Linked DNA regions of Mus musculus: region 1 is linked to region 2. The links are chromatin contacts, called in public promoter capture Hi-C maps. All regions are on one chromosome and are shown on one strand. The core of a region is the stretch at or near the end of the contact, and the rest is flanking DNA. Distances in the headings are between cores, read along the strand shown.

Evidence for each region. Capture Hi-C pulls out chosen DNA fragments and counts their contacts.
Region 1: a contact with region 2 is called in a promoter capture Hi-C map of adipose tissue. The contact joins two enhancer-like sites. A contact is called at or near these places in 2 of 39 promoter capture datasets (both in the 3T3-L1 cell line) and 2 of 9 other capture datasets (adipose tissue and embryonic stem cells).

Annotation. Positions count from the first base shown.
Region 1 is chr16:34,907,181-34,910,969 of GRCm38.p6, forward strand. All of the region lies in intron 11 of Mylk (myosin, light polypeptide kinase), which reads left to right. Among named protein-coding and RNA genes, the nearest start is that of 1700119H24Rik, 30 kb to the right of the region's middle. Within about 2 kb of position 2,426, at least 39 of the 459 cell types and tissues checked have an H3K27ac peak or open chromatin away from gene starts, as enhancers often do. A contact at or near this core is called in adipose tissue, where this site is marked.
Region 2 is chr16:34,704,851-34,708,901 of GRCm38.p6, forward strand. Ccdc14 (coiled-coil domain containing 14) reads left to right here. Exons shown (of 13, transcript NM_172824.3): 6 at 1-197; 7 at 311-405; 8 at 1,537-2,047. Among named protein-coding and RNA genes, the nearest start is that of Gm35150, 16 kb to the left of the region's middle. Within about 2 kb of position 1,746, at least 22 of the 459 cell types and tissues checked have an H3K27ac peak or open chromatin away from gene starts, as enhancers often do. A contact at or near this core is called in adipose tissue, where this site is marked.

The DNA of each region.
Region 1 (3,789 bases), core at 1,176-3,675, 200 kb after region 2:
CTTAATTTGTGCACTCTGCCAACCGAGCTACAACCCCAGCCCCACAGCTGTGTTGACATAGTTTCTTAGAGTCATCTAAAAGTCCTGCAGCGGGATCACAGTACACGCTCTACTCATCTAGGTTGTGTTTTATTGTTGGTAATAATGAACATACATGGTCTACCTTTTGCCTGTCTGGTCTCTGCTCTGCTTTTCTTCAGCTGTCAAAAATAGGCTTTATGAATGAGCTGCAATGTGCTGTCCTCCGTGGTACTGTCACAGCCCGCTGTGGTCAGCACTGGAGAGTGCTGGTTCCCTTTGGAGAGGCATCTATGGTGTACCCTGCCTTGTCCTCGGGAGGCCTGGGCAAGTGATCCATCCTGGCCATCCTTCTCTGGCTGCGTGGCCACTGTAACACATCCTGGGCTCACTCAGTGGGTAGTGGTTTGGGACTGAGGATCCAGGAAACTACTTCAGGCTCCTCTTCTCAGGGCGTCTAAAGGAAGCCACTTACTTGGAACCCAATTGTGCCTTCCCTGTTGTCTTAGACCCAGTTCAGCCCATGTTCATTAGAAGGTTGGCCATTTTCTCACCCCATGAAGAACTTGGGCTTATTCACTGCTGACCCCTGACCTGAATTCAGGATCATCATATCCCGAGTGATTAACCCCACACCTGCTGGAGGGATTCAAAACAAACAGGGACACCAACCTGCAGACTGGAGAACAAATTATTTCCTCCCGTTGTCCCTGTAGGACTAAAGGGAAGAAAGAGCGGGTAGCCACTCTGGATCCAAAGCCTGAGCTGTTTCCTCGGACTCCTCTCTTGGGGAGGTGCAGTGAAGTTCCACTAGTTTATTTTTAGATCTGTCCCATGGTCTCTCTAAGCATGACATCACAGAACTTGCTTTGGGCCACTTAAAAACAAACAAACAAACAAACAAACAAGTCAAATCATAATCGTCAGGAAGGCTCAGGATCCACGACTTCTTAGGCTACTGATAGGTCCACTGTGTGACTCTAGGCAGGCAGGAGTCGGCCAGTTCTCAGGAGATGTCTATAAATGGCATTGATGAGTGTAGACAACGTGGACTTAGGGAGGTTCAACTTGGAATTTTCAATTTTATATTGTTGTGAGGAGCAGACAGACCCAGTCAGCATTGTGACCCCAAGATGTCTGTCAGCATTGTGACCCCAAGATCAAACAGCCAGTCCCCTACAGCAAGCTGTGTTGCTAAGCTGCCATACTCTGCAGAGCTGTGTCACCGAGCTGCCATATTCTATAGAGCTATGTCTCTGAGCTTCAATGCTCTGTAGACCTGTGTCACTGAGCTGCCATACTCTGTAGAACTGTGTCTCTGAGCTTCAGAGCTGTGTTTCTGAGCTGCAATACTCTCTGTAGTATTCGGTTCACCAAATGCATTTTAAACTTACCATACTTTGTTGCTTATAGTAGGTTTATAGGAAACCACACTAAGTTGAGAAGCATTGTGGTTGCACATATTGTTTTCAAGTTCTGTCTTCAAAACTCCCTGAAACTCTGAGACAACCCTAGAGACAGGTGAAGGTGTGGGGCTTCAGGTAGAGGCCTATTTACAGTTCAGATCCAGCTCCAAGTCTCAGGTGTCTACCTGTGCTGGCTTTTTGTTGTTGTTTTTGTTGTTTATTTTCAGGTTGCCACAACTTAGAGTCATCCAGAGATACTGTAACCTCAACTGAAAAAATGCCCCCATAAAAATCAACCTGTAGACAATAGATGTCTAGAGAGCCCAGCCCACTGTGGGTGGTGTTTCCTCTAGGCAAGTGGTCCTGGATAGAATAAGAAAGCATGCTAAGCCAGCCTTAAGGACAAACCACTAAGCAGCGTTTCTCCATGGCCTCTGCTTCAGTTCCTGCTTTGAGTTCCTGTCCTAACTTTCCACAGTGATGGAGTTTGACCTAAGAGTTATAAACTGGAAAAAAAAGTTTCCTTCCTAAGTTGTTTGGTCATGGTGTTTTATCACAGCAATAGAAACCTAAGACTTGTCCAGGGCACGGGCCCTCAGGCATAGACCCAGCAAGCTGCCATGTTGGGGTACAAATCTCCCCCCTCCCCCCAATGCCTTTCTTAGCTCCCAGGGCAGGTTGGGTGGTGTAAACAGATCTCTAGACTCTAGCAGCCAGGATCCAGAGTGCTGTGGCTTTCCTGGAGCTCAGGGTAAGAGAACAGGCAATAGGAAGAAGTGAGAGAGAATGACCAGACCTGGAAGAGCAGACAGTCAGTCCAAAAGGCGAGCAAACTGGGATTAGATGCTCCTGCTGTACCCAGAAGGAGTTCCAATCCATCTGTATGGAGCTCGTGGCTTGGGCTGTGAGGCAGAGATTCAGGAACAAGGAGTCCTCTGCAGAGGGGAAACATTTTGTCCTCCAGCCCTCTCAGTCTGTGAAAGACAGGAAATTCCTCAACCCTCCAGAGGCAGCCAGCTTTCCTGACCACGGCAGTCCAGGCTACATGAGGTAGATCTGTGCGTTTCCAATACAGGCTCCCTAAGTCCACTCTCAGAGCCTCCTGCCAATAGTCCTCCAGCAGCCGCACTCCATCAAAAGACAATTCCCCGAACTGGGGGCAGGGACCAAGACCACTACCTGGTGGCCAGAGGCGGGACAGAACAGATCTGTGTTAGTTGCTCTTGTGTGCTTGTTCCTTATTCTCCCTGCGGCAGCCTCTCTGAGGAAGCGTTACTCTGACCTTTATTCAATCCTCTGAGCCTCATCCTCCCATGGTCCCAAAGGCTGGGCTGGGAGAGCTTAGCTTTCGGTGGCCACAGGTAAAAATTAACATGTTGTGAATTGGGCCTTAATCTGGTAGAGAAAGCACCCTGGAAACTATCCCTAGAGTCCTAGAGTTTGAAAGAAAGTTTGGAATTTGTTTCCCTATGGTGGTGGAGACCCAAAGTACTAGAGTCCTCCCTTGATCTTTGATTTTTAAATGAGAGGTATTCCATTGTATTAGTCTGGTTTCTGTTGTAACAAAATACCCAAAGATGGATACTTTGCAAAGAGGTTAATCTTAGTTCTTAGCTCTAGAGGACACAAAGCATGACACAGATCTCTGCAGAGGTCTTCACAAAAGCTTCATGCTCTGTCCTGTCATGGCCGAGAAGCAATAGAAATCGGTGCATGTGATAGCACGTGCTGAAGACCACCAGTGCAGGTTCCAGGCTCACTTTAGAACACGCCACTCTCACATGCACTAATCCAGGTCTATGAGACCCATCTCACTCTTGAGAGAACTAAAGAACTTTACCAGTCTCTTGAGAAAGACGTTAATCCCTTTATAGGGGTGGTGACTCCATGACCTAATCACCTCTCAGGGGACCTCTTTCTAGTGCCTCCATATTGAGGATGAATTCTCATCATGACTCCCAAGGATCAAGTAGAACCTTTGCCGATCTCAGACCCTGATTTGATACCGACTACTACAAACAAACAGAAAGTAATAACTTGTTGTTCACCCTGAGTTTTAGTTCAAACCATAGCGCCTGGCCTACTAATATTACTCCCTATAGTACCAGAAAAAAAAAAAAAAAAAAAAAACCACAACAGCAAAATGCTATAGGAGGGGCTAGACACTGGACAGCCTGGGGCTTGTCCTGCATGAGAAGCAGACAATGCCTTATCTCCTGGAGACTGGTTGAAGCCAGCCTGGGGTAGGATGGCAAGAGTAGGGAAAAGTGCTTCTCTGAAAAGCTATCTCCTCAGAGAGCTGAGAGGGAGGAGGTGGACCAGGCCTGCACCCAGAAAGCTGTCGTGGTCTTCGTCCTTTATTAGC
Region 2 (4,051 bases), core at 496-2,995:
GATATCTAATGAAGCTTCTACTGGGAGTGACACAGCACAGCGTTGGTCACTACAAGATCATTATAGAATGTACTCACCGATAATATACCAAGCCCTCTGTGAGCATGTGCAGACTCAAATGTCACTGATGAATAGCTTGGCTTTAAAAAATGGCCCCAATGGAATACATGCTGTGTGCCATACCATGTCTAATTCAGGTTAGTTCCTACCATAGCTTCAAATGTTGAATGTGAACTATGATTAAATTACTTTGTAATTATATAAGCACTGTAAGGTGTGAATAATGCATACTTTCTTTTTAACTCCGTAGGCTCTCAGGCAACACCACATTCTGGTTTTGGCTGTTCTCCTTCCGCTTCTGTCTGGCCACCTCAGCAGCCATCCTGCCCCCTAATGGTCCACTCTGTGGGTATATATAGTTTGTTACTAAAGAAGTGGCTTGCTTAGAGAAACTGTCATCTTAGCAATGTACTCAATTTATTGATCAAATATAGTAGGATATAAAACCAATTTCATAATTTTTTTGGATTAAAAACGTTTAACTCTTAAGAACAGTAGTGAGAGAGAAAGAGAAGAAATCATGAGAAAAGGGAAAGCAAGCCTTCTGAGCACTAAGCACAGCCAGTGCCCTGGTCCTGGTAAAGTGTGTTTTCACTCGGTTAACGCTGCGTCTTTAAAACGAGAGCTTTGTTTCACAGTTATGTGCTGCCTTTTCACTTAATACAGTAGTATGACTGTTTTCTTGAAATATGCCTTTTATATAGTTAAGCTGTATTTTGTGGGTGTTTTCTCTTAAGATAAATGTCTCTGAGCTAAGTTGTATAGTAAAATCACTAGTCTCTGATTTGACATTGAACTAACAGCGTTATTTCTCTAAAATTCATATACACTTAATATATGCACAAACATTTTTATTTCTGTGGTCCTAAAAATTGAACCCAGCACCTCACACTCAAGACAGTCACAGGACCACTGGGCTCCATTCCTGCTGAATATATTTTTATCAAAGCTCTGTGTGTGTTTTCTAAATAAAATACCTATTTTTTTTTATTTGTGTGGGGATTTGCCTGCATGTATGTCTGTGCACCACATACATGACAACATTGAATCCCCAGGAACTGGAGTTGTGAGCAGCCATGTGGGTGCTGGGAACTGAACCCAGGTCCTCTGCTAGAGTAACAAGTCTTAACAGATGAGCCATCACTCCAGCCTCTGAACTTGCTTCTTAAACTGTTTCTCAAAATGAAAATGTTTGAGTCTAAATGTGGACTAATTTTTGATGCTTTGAAAGCATGTGTGGCATTTGTAAACAATCTATTTTCATCGTGGCTAATGTTCCCACACTGCAGAGGGATCTACTTAAGCTCTGAAAATCTAGCCTTTGTTGTGCAGTGAGGAAGTCCAGCTTGCTGGAAAGCTGAAAATATCCAAAATTGGTAATGGTAGGGAATTATGTTCTACTACTAATTCACTTGTGTTTTTTTAGTCCTACAATGTCTGCTCACACGTTGAAGGCTTGCTGTTTTCTTGCTTTAGGAAGTTCAGACTGATGCTGATAACCAGTTTGAATCACAAAGTCAAGCGACCTCTGTGAAGTACGGTGATGTTCCCAGGGATCCGTTTAGTGTCCATCCTGGAGTTGCATGTGGCCTTCCCCACGCTGACAGTCCAGCTGTTGCAAAGAGTCGGCAGCTGGATCTTACGAGTTGTATTCTGCCCCAACAGAGAGCTCCCAAGGAAGCAGAGTTACTAAAGTGCTTCCAAACACACACGTCTCTGTTTCCAGCTCACGGGAAGGACGCTCTCTCGGACAGTCAGGCATACCAAAGTCCCTCTCAGTTACAGCCAGCCTTCTTGGCCACTAATGAAGAAAAATGTGCCAAAGAACAATTTGAAGAGGCCACAAATGAAGGAAAGCATTTAAGCACACATGTGCAAGATGCAAAAATAGCCAAGAATGTGCAGCAGGCAGAAAATGTAAGCCAGACTGCTGAAAAAATCAGACTTGCCAAGTGCTTGTTGGGAGAGCTCAAGGCCCTGATGGAAGGTAGATGAGCACTTCCTGTTTTTCTGTACTCTATAATGCTTGGTAGCAGTGTTGTGTTTTCTAGATGTCATTCAGATGACGGTGATGGAGCAGGAGTTTCTGGTGTTTCTCACAGAACTTTATCTTGACCCAATAAGGAAAAGATCTCTGTTTGTTGTCTTGCATTTTAGGGCTTTTGTTTGTTTCTTGAGACAGGGTTTCATGTAGTCTAGGAGAGCTTCCAGCTTGCTCTGCAGCTGCTGCTGGTGTTGGGTCCCTAGTCTTCCTCCCTAGATGACTTTTTTGTTTAACAAGGATGTAAATTGACTTCTCTGATTTAATAACTAGCTGTTACAATGTTAAACAGACCCCACTTTATGTAACAGCCCAAGCTGCTCACTAGCTTCTCTGTTCATGTTTAGTGCTTTTTTCTTAAATCAAAGGAAAAAGGTCTTTGAGCCAAGTTGTTGTTTTGGTATGTGTGTGTGTGTGTGTGTGTGTGTGTGTGTTTTAAAGTAGTGGCATTTGCTTGGAATGAATTATAAATATGTCATCTTAGAAAGCATAGTAATTGATTGTGGAACTAACAGAATAGCTGCCATTTATAGGCTGATACATACACAGACTACTAAAATCCTTGTAAATACAGTATAGTTAAGTCATAGGTTAAGTATTAAAATTGCAGGTTTTTAAAAAAAGATGATTTATTATTATTATTATTATTATTATTACATGTAAGTACACTGTAGCTGTCTTCAGACACACCAGAAGAGGGCGTCAGATCTCATTATGGGTGGTTGTGAGCCACCATGTGGTTGCTGGGATTTGAACTCAGGACCTTCAGAAGAGCAAGTCAGTGCTCTTAACCACTGAGCCATCTCTCCAGCCCAAAATTGCAGCTTTAACATCTTCAAATTAGACAGTTTTTGTTTATTTGTTTTTTGTTTATTTTATTTTTTTGAGATAGGGACTCACTATATAGCTCTGGCTAGCCCGGAACTTGCTTTGTAGATCAGGCTGGACTTGAACTCAAGAAAGCAATTTACCTCCCTCTCCCAAGTACTGGGATTAAAGGCATGTGCCACCATACCTGGCTCTTTCTTTTCTTTTGCCAAAATCTTTAATCATGGCAGCAGCAGTGACAGCAGTGGCACTGGTGTCCCCTGTCCTGAGTGCTCACTTGCTCAGCACTGCACTGTACTCTCGAGTGACCTCTCATGAGTCTCAGAGCACTGCTGTAATCACCTACATTTCAGGTAAGGATAATAGTATCTCATTCTAATCTCAGCAACCCAAGGAGATAGATACCTTTTTCTTTAGTTCTATTTAACTATGAAGAAGCTTAGGCTAAAAGAATGAAGTCATTGAAATAATTGGCCAAAGAATGAAAAAAAAAATCTCAATTAGAAAGGAGGAAGGACTAATGTAAAAAACTATTGTGCAGGATGGTGAGTGATGATAGTAAGTAGCAATATAGCTTTCCTATTGCTGAGAGGTTAGGTTTCCAGCCTTCTCACCACAGAAAATTAATACATGAGGCAATGTGTCTCCATTCCTTCATTTTAGCTATTGTGCTGTGCATACATAATTCAAACATGTTAGACACAATAAGTCATGCAATCTTTATGTGGTTTGACTATGGTCAAAGCTCTAAAACCTGTTTGAGCCAGCTCTCCACTTCAGAACCATGAGCAGAACTGCTCTATAGAGAGAGGACCACGCAGTTGCTGGACACAGTTGTTCATTGTGCATGCACTTTCTACCAGAATTCAAATACTGTGCAAGCGAATACACCTGTATATATATACTTAATTATCTCACATGCTCTGATGCGACAGAGGGGACAAAAAAAGGATGGAATACGAACTTGCTCCTTGCATGTGTTGACTACTTCCAGTCATAGCTGCTCTCCACAGTTAGTAACAAAAGGCAGAGGTCGGCTGGGTCACATTAGTTGTACTTTATAAAGTTAAATAATAAAGTCATATCTTAGAAAATCCACATTCAGTATTTTGCCAACTGAAT